Linked DNA regions of Mus musculus: region 1 is linked to region 2. Evidence: chromatin contacts called from public Hi-C data. All regions are on one chromosome and are shown on one strand. The core of a region is the stretch at or near the end of the contact, and the rest is flanking DNA. Distances in the headings are between cores, read along the strand shown.

Region 1 (5,104 bases), core at 301-2,800, 170 kb before region 2:
CCAGGCTTGCAAAATCAAAATAGAGTTTCCAGAGGAATGAAGTTTGAGCTGGAACTTGCCAGATATGTAAGAGTTAGGAAGAAGAGAAGGAGTGAAATTCAGTATGAGAGAGAATGATCAGGAGAGAGCAAAGCATTGAACAATGGGGCTGAGCAGGTAGGTGGGCAAGTTTCAGATCCAGTAGGCCTCTGAAGACCCTGTTTAGGTACTTCAGATTGCCTTTTGAGAACTGTCAGGAGGCACTGGTGAGTTCTAGTAGTTGAAAGACTAGCAAATCTGCAGTTCTCCTAGGTGAAATAGAAGGGAAGTTAAAAAAATTTAGAAACCAACCAGAAGGCTACTGCAGCAAAGAAGATAGTGCCTTGGGCTGGGGAGTGGAAGATGGAAGGATTTCAAAGAGACCAGAGTTAAAATCAGGAGGATTTGATAGCAGGGTGTTAAGGTGGAAGGAGTATCAGGAAGTGTTTAAAAGGACCAGGTAACTGAGTAGCTGTGGACAACAGAGGAGGAGAAGCTATTTTTTTTTTTATGGGGCTTCTTTTTTGTTTGGTTTGCGGTCTCAGTATACAGCTCAGGATGGCCCCAAACTCATGATCTTCCTGCCTCTGCTTCCCATGGACTGGTGTTATAGACAGTCCTATACCTCAGGCCAGCAGATGAAGCTATTTGCATAATGAACTTGATTTTTAATATACTTGAGTTTTCGATGTTATTTTGTTGTTGTTGTCATTGTCGTCATTGTTATTATTGTTGTTTTAATGAGAAGGGTCTTCTTTTGTAGCTCAAGCTGGCTTCAAACTCATGGCCTTCCTGTCAGAACCTCTCAGTGATGTACACTGTTTCTATACTTGAAGAACATGTAAGAAGAGAACTCCAAGTGGCATCTAATGTTAAGTATGTAGGCCTCAGGAAACAGGATCTAGACTAGAGATAAAGACTTAAGTCTAGGGCAGAAGTGGTGATTAAATGCACAGCAAAGTATTTCCCAGGCACTTATGGGGTTATGATACAAAAACCTATGAAGCCTCTGGAAGCAGGTTTACTGCTCCAGAAAGCTAGAGGAAGCCACAGAGGAGTCTGAGAAGGACCAACCACACAGGCTAGAGAAAATGAGTGTCACTTGTCACATCCCCAGGAAGGAATAGTCCTGAGTATGGAGGCTACAAAAACAGTTTAGAGAATACCAGTCACGTGCCCAGGGGATGCAGACTAGAATGTCAGCAGTCCCCAGATTCGGGAGGGGCTCAGCTTAGGGTAGGAAGGTGGCATGGAGTGTAAGGAAGCATGACATCTCTAAGAACTGCTATGGAGAAGAGAGGCAGCACTCAAAGGAGCTTTTGAATGCTGGTGGCTAGTAGCTGCAAAGTCTCTAGATCTCTCCGGGGTGGAAGGAAAGTGAGAATGTAAAACCAAAAGGAGGGCTTTGGGGAATGCTGTGCAGAGAGCTGATAAGAGCCTTTGCCCGCAAGGGAGACTGTTCCCTGGGTCACAGGAGCTGATTATCAGGTTGTCATTTCCTCCCCAACTCTATCTCCTTCCTGCTCTTGGGCTGGCTCTCCTTGCAGCTAGTAGAGAGAAGGACCGAGTCATAGCCTGGAAGAAGCTCTGTTCCTCCAAAGGACTGTCTGTCTGACTGTAAGCTGGGGCTGGGACCAGAGGTGGAGAAGGTTCTAAGGAGGGAATAAGAACCAAGGGCTGGAGGCAGGGGTGGAAAAGGAGAGAAAAGTCTGGGAGGTGTGGAAGCTGTTTCTAGATGGGATCCTAAGAACTGCAGCAGTGAAGGGCTAAAAGCTGGGAAAATGATGTAATGGGTGGCATCCCTTTGCCCACAGGTTCATATGGCTCTCCTCATCTTGCTCTTCCTGCTGCCAAGTCCCTTGCATTCCCAGCACACTTGTAGTATCTCCAAAGTGACCAGCCTGCTGGAAGTAAACTGTGAGAACAAGAAGCTGACAGCACTGCCTGCAGACCTGCCAGCAGACACAGGCATCCTCCACCTGGGCGAGAACCAACTGGGTACCTTCTCCACAGCATCACTGGTGCATTTCACTCACCTCACTTATCTGTACCTGGATAGATGTGAGCTGACGAGCCTGCAGACCAATGGTAAACTGATAAAGCTGGAAAACCTGGACTTATCCCATAATAACCTGAAAAGCCTGCCCTCCCTAGGATGGGCATTGCCTGCACTCACTACTCTAGACGTCTCCTTCAACAAGTTGGGCTCACTGTCTCCTGGTGTCCTGGATGGCCTAAGCCAACTCCAAGAGCTCTACTTGCAGAACAATGATCTTAAGAGTCTGCCCCCCGGGCTCTTGTTGCCAACGACCAAGCTGAAGAAACTCAATCTGGCCAACAACAAATTGCGTGAGCTGCCCTCTGGGCTCCTAGATGGGCTGGAGGATCTTGATACCCTCTACCTTCAAAGGAACTGGCTTCGCACAATACCAAAGGGCTTCTTTGGGACCCTCCTCTTGCCTTTTGTTTTTCTCCACGCCAACAGCTGGTACTGTGATTGTGAAATCCTCTACTTCCGTCACTGGCTCCAGGAAAATGCCAACAATGTCTACTTATGGAAGCAGGGTGTGGATGTCAAGGACACAACTCCTAACGTGGCCAGTGTACGATGTGCCAACTTGGACAATGCGCCTGTCTACTCCTACCCAGGGAAGGGCTGCCCTACTAGTAGTGGTGACACAGACTATGATGACTATGATGATATCCCTGACGTCCCTGCCACAAGAACTGAGGTCAAGTTCTCTACTAACACTAAAGTTCATACTACCCACTGGAGCCTACTCGCCGCAGCACCTTCTACTTCTCAAGACAGCCAAATGATTTCTTTGCCTCCAACTCATAAACCCACTAAGAAACAATCTACATTCATCCACACACAGAGCCCAGGTTTCACCACACTCCCAGAGACCATGGAATCTAACCCAACCTTCTACAGTCTAAAACTCAATACTGTACTCATCCCCTCCCCAACCACCCTAGAGCCCACCTCCACCCAGGCTACCCCAGAGCCCAACATCCAACCAATGCTTACCACCTCCACCCTGACTACCCCAGAGCACAGCACCACCCCAGTGCCCACTACTACCATCCTGACAACCCCAGAGCACAGCACCATCCCAGTGCCCACTACTGCCATCCTGACTACCCCAAAGCCCAGCACCATCCCAGTGCCCACTACTGCCACCCTGACTACCCTAGAGCCCAGCACCACCCCAGTGCCCACTACTGCCACCTTAACTACCCCAGAGCCCAGCACCACCCTGGTACCCACTACTGCCACCCTGACTACCCCAGAGCACAGCACCACCCCAGTGCCCACTACTGCCACTCTGACTACCCCAGAGCACAGCACCACCCCAGTGCCCACTACTGCCACCCTGACTACCCCAGAGCCCAGCACCACTTTAACTAATCTAGTGTCCACTATCTCCCCAGTGCTCACTACCACCCTGACCACTCCAGAGTCTACCCCAATTGAGACAATTTTAGAACAATTTTTTACCACAGAGCTCACTTTACTCCCTACCTTAGAATCCACCACCACAATAATCCCAGAGCAGAACAGCTTTCTCAATCTCCCAGAGGTAGCTCTAGTAAGCTCTGATACTTCTGAAAGCAGTCCTTTTCTCAATTCTGACTTTTGCTGCTTCCTCCCCCTGGGCTTCTATGTCCTTGGTCTCCTCTGGCTCCTATTTGCCTCTGTGGTCCTCATCTTGTTGCTGACCTGGACCTGGCATGTGACACCACATAGTCTGGACATGGAACAATCTGCTGCATTGGCCACAAGCACTCACACCACAAGCCTGGAGGTGCAGAGGGCAAGGCAAGTAACTATGCCCCGGGCCTGGCTGCTCTTCCTTCAAGGATCACTCCCTACTTTCCGGTCTAGCCTTTTCCTGTGGGTAAGGCCTAATGGGCGAGTGGGGCCTCTGGTAGCAGGACGGCGACCCTCAGCTCTGAGTCAGGGTCGTGGTCAGGACCTATTGGGCACAGTGGGCATTAGGTACTCAGGCCATAGTCTGTGACAGTGAGTGGAGATCCTACGACTTCACTGGACTCTACTAGGATCTAACTGGGATGGGAGGCTGAGACAATTACAGGACATCCTAGCCATTTCTCCTTTATCTGAAGCCCCCTCTACATCTAGGCACCCAGATCCAGACCTCACAAATCAAGAGGTAGAGGTGATGGAACTGGGTGGTCACAGGATCAGCCTCCCACATTGAGCCTCCACTCAGAACATTGTCAGGCTACATGGTCACTACTACCACTTTGTGAGGGAAAAAGCTAGAAAAAGCAAACAGAAATGGAGCATGGCTCCCGCTCATTCATACTTGGAAGAAAACTTGGAAAGCCATTAGCCAGGATGGGAGCACTATCCCTAAATATCATGAGTATTTTTTCCCTGTTTAACACTTTCTGGTTTTCTACCAATGTTATCATTTGTATAATAAAAATATTTTTAAAAATAAAATGTAGCTTTTGGGGGGAAATGAGAGCGGCTGAAGCACCTGTTACAAGAATTCCCAAAGTCCCAACTGCTACCATCCTGATCCCAAATACCCAACAAACTTGTAGCTGTAGCTGAGGGTGGCAGGTAGGACACCTCCACCTTAGTGATTCATCTCCTGCAGAGCTTGGCTTCCCGTCAGGCTACCTCAGTATCAAGTCTAGAATAGAAAAGGCTCTAGAGCTAAAGCTGCCTGGCTGCAGGAGAGGCGGCTATGCTCCTCACATGTGTAGTCTTTAGAACACAACTCTCCTTGCTGGCCACGTCAGTGGGACTGGCAAAGGGTGTGGCAGCCTGTTGGGTTTGAGTCTCCTGTTTTCAAAGCTGGATGTAATGGCATCTTTCTCTCTCCCAAAATTTCATCGATTCTCCCAGTGAGGCTTTCTTCCACACCTCATTTTAGTTTAATTCGGGGATTGGGGGCCAGATAAGGGAAGGAAGGTTGCACTTTCCGGGGTCTATGGAATGCCCTTCTCCAGATGGTTCTAGATCTTCCGGTGAACCTGACTCAATCTCTTTCCTGCCATTAACTCTTCCAAGTAGAAGACAAATCTTAGAGGTTAGCCATCAGACTTT
Region 2 (5,230 bases), core at 594-3,093:
GACTTGACTCTGCCTCTCCAGTGCGTGATTAAAGGTGTGGCTATAAAATGATGTTTCAGTAGAAAACCCTGTGAGGAAGTTTATATTCTGCTTATATTTTATTATATTTTATATTATATTGTATTTATATTGAATTATGGGAACATGCTGTAATCATATCCTTATTCTGTATTCTGGCTTGCTAGCGCACTCTATAATGACATGGTGGTTAGTATTCCACTAAAAACAGTATCAGGGTGGGCAGTGGTGGCACACGCCTTTAATCTCAGCACTTGGGAGGCAGAGGTAAGTGGATCTCTGTGAGTTCAAGGCCAGCCTGGTCTACACATCAAATTCCAGAACAGTCAGGGCTACTACATAGAGAAACCCTGGCTGGGGAAAAAAAAGATGTCAGGTCAGAATGCGAATCCTGTAGAACTAACAAGGCGAGGGTACTTATGCATAATGAATGCCTGTCTCCACTGATATTTAACTCTGTTATGGCTAGCTCTGATGCCTGCATGTGTTAACACAGTGTTTGGGCCAATAACTGGACTGGCAGTTGCCCACACTGTCCTGCTGCTTGCTGCATGTGTGTCTCAGCATGACAGCTTAGCAAGCCGGGACGGCCGCACATTAATCCTGAGTCTGATTTATTATATCATAGGACTCAGTTCTATCCATACATGCTCAGTCCCCACAGCTTATTGCTTATCTAGCAGATTTGTTTACCTACAGTTAGGAAATACATCTATTTGCTAGGAAAAAAGGAAACAGGAACAGGGGAGAAAGGGAGGAAAAGGGGAGGAAGAGATAGATGTAGGGAGAAGGGAGGAGAAGGAAGGGAGAAGGGAGAAGGGGGAGGGGGAGAGGGGAGAAGGCGGGAGGAACTCCATCCTGACACACTTCTGGAGATGCTGATCCTCCCACATGGTCTATGGCATAATACAGGGATTGAAAAAATGATTTCTGAAGAGCTAGTGACATGGCTCAGTGGTTAAGAACAATGACTGCTCTTTCAGAGGAGTCCCAAGTTCCGTTCCCAGCACGGTGTTGTGGCTCACAACCATCTGTAAGTTCAGTTTCAAGGATCTGATGGCCTCATCTCTCCTCCAAGGACGCCAGGCATGTATATGATACGCAGACACACATGCAGGAAAAATTCCCAAACAGAGAAAGGAAAATATTTTCTATAAGAAAAAAAAAAAAAAAGAATTGAGAACATTGATTTCCAGAGGTCAAAAGCAGAAGGCTCCATCGAGGTCTCACGCCAGCTGAACACCTCTGAGTCCCGAGGCTTCTGAAGGTTGGCAAGTGCCTTATAAATCCCAGACACCAGAGGCTGAGTGCCAAAGGCACCGAGAGGCGTGCTGTTCTGATTCTTTCATCCAAGAGCACTGAGAGGTAGCCAGCGTTTACAATACACAGTACAGTGCGGGTCCTCTACCAATCAAATACCAGATATTACAGACACTATGCAGATAGCGATAATTCCTCACACTTCACACAACTCACTCCCAACTGTGACTTCATCCTTCCAGGTAAACTTGCCTTGCCTGGCACACACACTGGAGGAGTAAGGAGATGGCCAGCGTCACTCAGCAGCCACGCCAAGTGAACTCTTCCAGGCCACTCTTTCTCCAGTTGTACCCGGCTGTGTACTACAGCCTCGAGCGACAGTCCCCTCAGCCTGTGCCTGTGGGGTTGCCTATTTGGCCACACGTCTAACAGCAACATGGACAGATGACTATGGTGGGAAAAGCAAGTTGAAGCACTTACCTAGACTGCCGGGGTGTTCACTGGAAGCAGCTGGGGAGACAGCTGTGGACTGAGGGTGTTACTCAAGCACAACTGGGGAGAGGCTTGATCGCCCACATACCCTCACTCACCCTTGGAGGCTGCAGGCACTAGCCTGACCACACTTCCTCTTTCTGGTCCCCATTCTAGTGAAGCTAACTACTCCAGTTTTGTTTTTTGTTTTTTGTTTTTCTGTTTTTAAAAGCTACCTTCCCACTGCCCTTCGTGGCTCCAGCAGAGGCCCATGAAGGCTGGTCGTGGTGTGGAAGGGGGTCCTGAGAGGAATCAGGCTCCAGAGTGAGTGAGTGAGTGAGTGAGGGGGTTGCCCCAGGGGAAGTCTCCCTTAAACTTTCCTGGGCATGGTCATGTGGGACTCAAGAAGAGAGAGGGGGGCCCTAGGTCTACCCAGAGATGCATGGTGGGAAATGGAAGACAGATGCATCATCCCGCAAGTGTGGCTCTTGAACCCCTGGACCTGTTGGCCCAACTTCTGTTTAGAGGAGTCAAGGAGACTCTAAGAGAGTGTCTAAGAGAGCATGGTGGTGATACCTAGAGGGTAGCCTAGGCTGTTCTTGAACTTGTGATATTCCTACTTCTGCCTCCCAAGTACCAGATTACAAGTGCATGCTGTGACACCCGGCCAGTGGACAGTGTTAATTGAATTGAATCATTTCCTACCACACTGTGAGACAGAGTTCCCAGTGATGCTCATAGCCTCTAAAAATGGAAGTTTGGGGTGAGGAAACAAAGAAACTGCCTTGTAGAAGTAGCTGCTTGTGGTGAGTCGTCACTTCATGGCAGCATGGATGTGTGTGAGATGCCTCTCCAAGGGAGGGGTGCGCTGGCACTCAGGAACAATGATGACAACTAAAGTGACTGGGGAAGATTCCCCCACCTGCCCAGAAGATACCCACAGGTAGCATTCACTGGTGTTTACGGTGTAAATATTCCTACCATGGTCAATTTCAAAATATCAACATGGCATCCAGGAACTTGGAATTGGGAGGAAAGTGCACAAGGCTGCTCTCTCTCCCAAGCCTTCTGGGCCAACTGCATTGTATTGTTAGGAGCCACTGTTGAGTACTGCTGGGGGCTAGGACTCTACCAGGGTTTCACTTTCCTGGTCTCAATAGACCTTCACTTAATTCGATTATTTCCTTTGTTTCTTAGAATACTGAAGCGTGTGGAGGTTCTGCCATGGAACCAGTTTTTCATGGTGACCTTCAACTCAGATCTGTCCACACCAAAGGCAAAGCTGGTGCTCTTCCCTACTCACTTAGCTGAAACTTAATTGCTCAAAAATTGTCCTAAGCTAGGCATGGTGGTGCATACCTGTGATCCCAGCACTGGGGAGGCAGAAGCAGGAGGATTGCTGCTAGTTCAGTGTCAGTACGGCTATGTTGTGAAAGCCTGTCTCAAAACAAACAGAAGCCCTACCTTTCAAATAGCAAATTTAAAATTACCTTCTGAGAAGTTAGCCAGAGCCGGGCAGTGGTGGCACATGCCTTTAATCCCAGCACTTGGGAGGCAGAGGCAGGAGGATTTCTGAGTTTGAGGCCAGCCTGGTCTATAGAGTGTGTTCCAGGACAGCCAGGGCTACAGAGAAACCCTGTCTCGAAAAAACAAAACAAAACAAAACAAAACAAAACAAAACCCAGGATAGCCAAGGCTACACAGAGAAACCCTGTCTTGGAAAAGAAGAAGGAGAAGAAGGAGAAATGGAGAAGGAAAAAAGGAGAAGGAGAAGAAAAGTTAGCCAGAGCTCCTATGGGAATAGCATAGCCTAGGCTAGCAGAGCTATGGTCCTTGGCTTGTGCTCAATTTATCCAGTTGCTTTGCTTTCTCTGGGGGTCCCAAATTCAGCTGTGACATTGCAAACTTGATAAATATACCATGTTCAACAATCTGAAGAAAGTTCAAGCCCTAGGAGGCAGAAGATCAAAATTCCCAGCCCAATTTGTCGAGCAACTTTCTGAGTAAACCCTTCCCTTCTGCTGTGGTCTGTTGTTGCCTGTGAAATCAGTTTTCACCAGATGAACATAAAGTTGCTCTCAGGATTCTGCTATGAGATCTTTCTTCTGTTCCTCTCCTTCACTTTTTGATAAATAAAAAATGGCATAAATTTAAGGTACACAATGTAGCACATGACTTGATGCATCTGTTCTGTGGAATGATGACCCCGCCCAAGCTGATTAACAAATACACCACTTTGACATAGTTTAAAAAAATTAAATTAGGATTTTTTTGTTTGTTGGTTTTTTGTTTTTTTGAGACAGGGTTTCTCTGTGTAGCCCTGGCTGTCCTGGAACTCATTCTGTACACTAGGTTGGCCTTGAACTCAGAAATCTGTCTGCCTCTGCCTCCCAAGTGCTGTGATCAAAGGCAAGTGCCACCACTGTCCGGCTTAGGATTTATTTATTTATTTTCTGAGACAGGGTTTCTCTGTATAGCCCTGGCTGTCCTGGAACTCACTCTGTAGACCAGGCTGGCCTCGAACTCAGAAATCTGCCTGCCTCTGCCTCCCAAGTGCTGGGATTAAAGGCATGCGCCACCATGCCTGGCTAGGACTTATTTTTAAACATTTTGTAGTGTATGTATATCTATGTGACTATGCCACATATGTGCAGATGTCCCTAGAGGTCAGCAGAGGGATTAGCTTCTCCAGAGTGGCGTTATAATTGGCTCTGAGCAACCTGATGTGGGTGCCGGAACCGAATCTGGGTTCTTTGCAAGAGCAGCAGGCGTTCCTAACTGCTGAGCCCTCCCCGCAGCTCCCTCCTCATTCTCTGTGTGAGGAAACTTAAGGCAGGCTCTCTGAATTTCGAGTTGTACAGACGGCTCCCAAACCTTTTATTTTTATTTTTTTAGTGTTGGAGTTTGAACTGAGTGAGGGCATTGCTCTTGCCAGGCAGATATTCTACCACTGAGCTATATCGGTTTACTTTTTATTTTGAGACAGGTTTGTCAATAAACTTGTCCAGACTGTTTTTGAACTCTTTGTGAATCCAGGCAAGCCTTGAGAATCCTCTAGCACATACGAAAGCCACACTTTTAATATGTGAAGTGTGAGGATTTACTTCATCAGTCTGTTGCTGGACAGTACAAGGATTAGAGAAAAGAATCAGACGAAAAATCCACCATCGAGAGTCACTGGGGTCTGAGGATGTAGCCTAGAGGTGTGGTAATGGCCTGTAGGGGGAGGTGATGTTTCCCTAATTGGTTCTTGATAAAGAAGGCAGAAACCAATTGCTGGGCAAAGGGTAAATGTGAGACTTCTGGGTCACAGGAGGAAGAGAAAGGGCCAGAGAAAGAGGGCAGGAATTTAGGGTAGCCATACTTAGTCTTCTTTTTGCACTTCTGAAATGCCACCTGCCACCTGCAGCTCTCTGTGGCTAAAGGATGCCTGAAGGGCTTTAGATTAACTCACTGAGAATGGAGAGATGAAGTGCGCACT

What was found. Hi-C and Micro-C count contacts between places; a contact is called where the count stands out from the background.
Region 1: a Hi-C map of B cells shows a contact between it and region 2, with 2.1 times the contacts expected there. The contact joins the promoter of Gp1ba here to the promoter of Scimp in region 2. A contact is called at or near these places in 4 of 39 promoter capture datasets (the HPC-7 cell line, cranial neural crest, liver and 1 more), 26 of 484 Hi-C or Micro-C datasets (B cells, the Ba/F3 cell line, CD4 T cells and 19 more), 6 of 115 datasets of contacts at active chromatin or transcription factors (the 230-238 cell line, the SCID.adh cell line, bone marrow-derived dendritic cells and 3 more) and 4 of 9 other capture datasets (adipose tissue, liver, macrophages and 1 more).

The regions. Positions count from the first base shown.
Region 1 is chr11:70,637,572-70,642,675 of GRCm38.p6, forward strand. Gp1ba (glycoprotein 1b, alpha polypeptide) reads left to right here and starts at 1,551. Exons shown (of 2, transcript NM_010326.3): 1 at 1,551-1,627; 2 at 1,833-5,104. The coding sequence starts at 1,839. The coding sequence ends at 4,043.
Region 2 is chr11:70,810,718-70,815,947 of GRCm38.p6, forward strand. Scimp (SLP adaptor and CSK interacting membrane protein) reads right to left here and starts at 1,844. Exons shown (of 5, transcript NM_001045526.2): 1 at 1,759-1,844.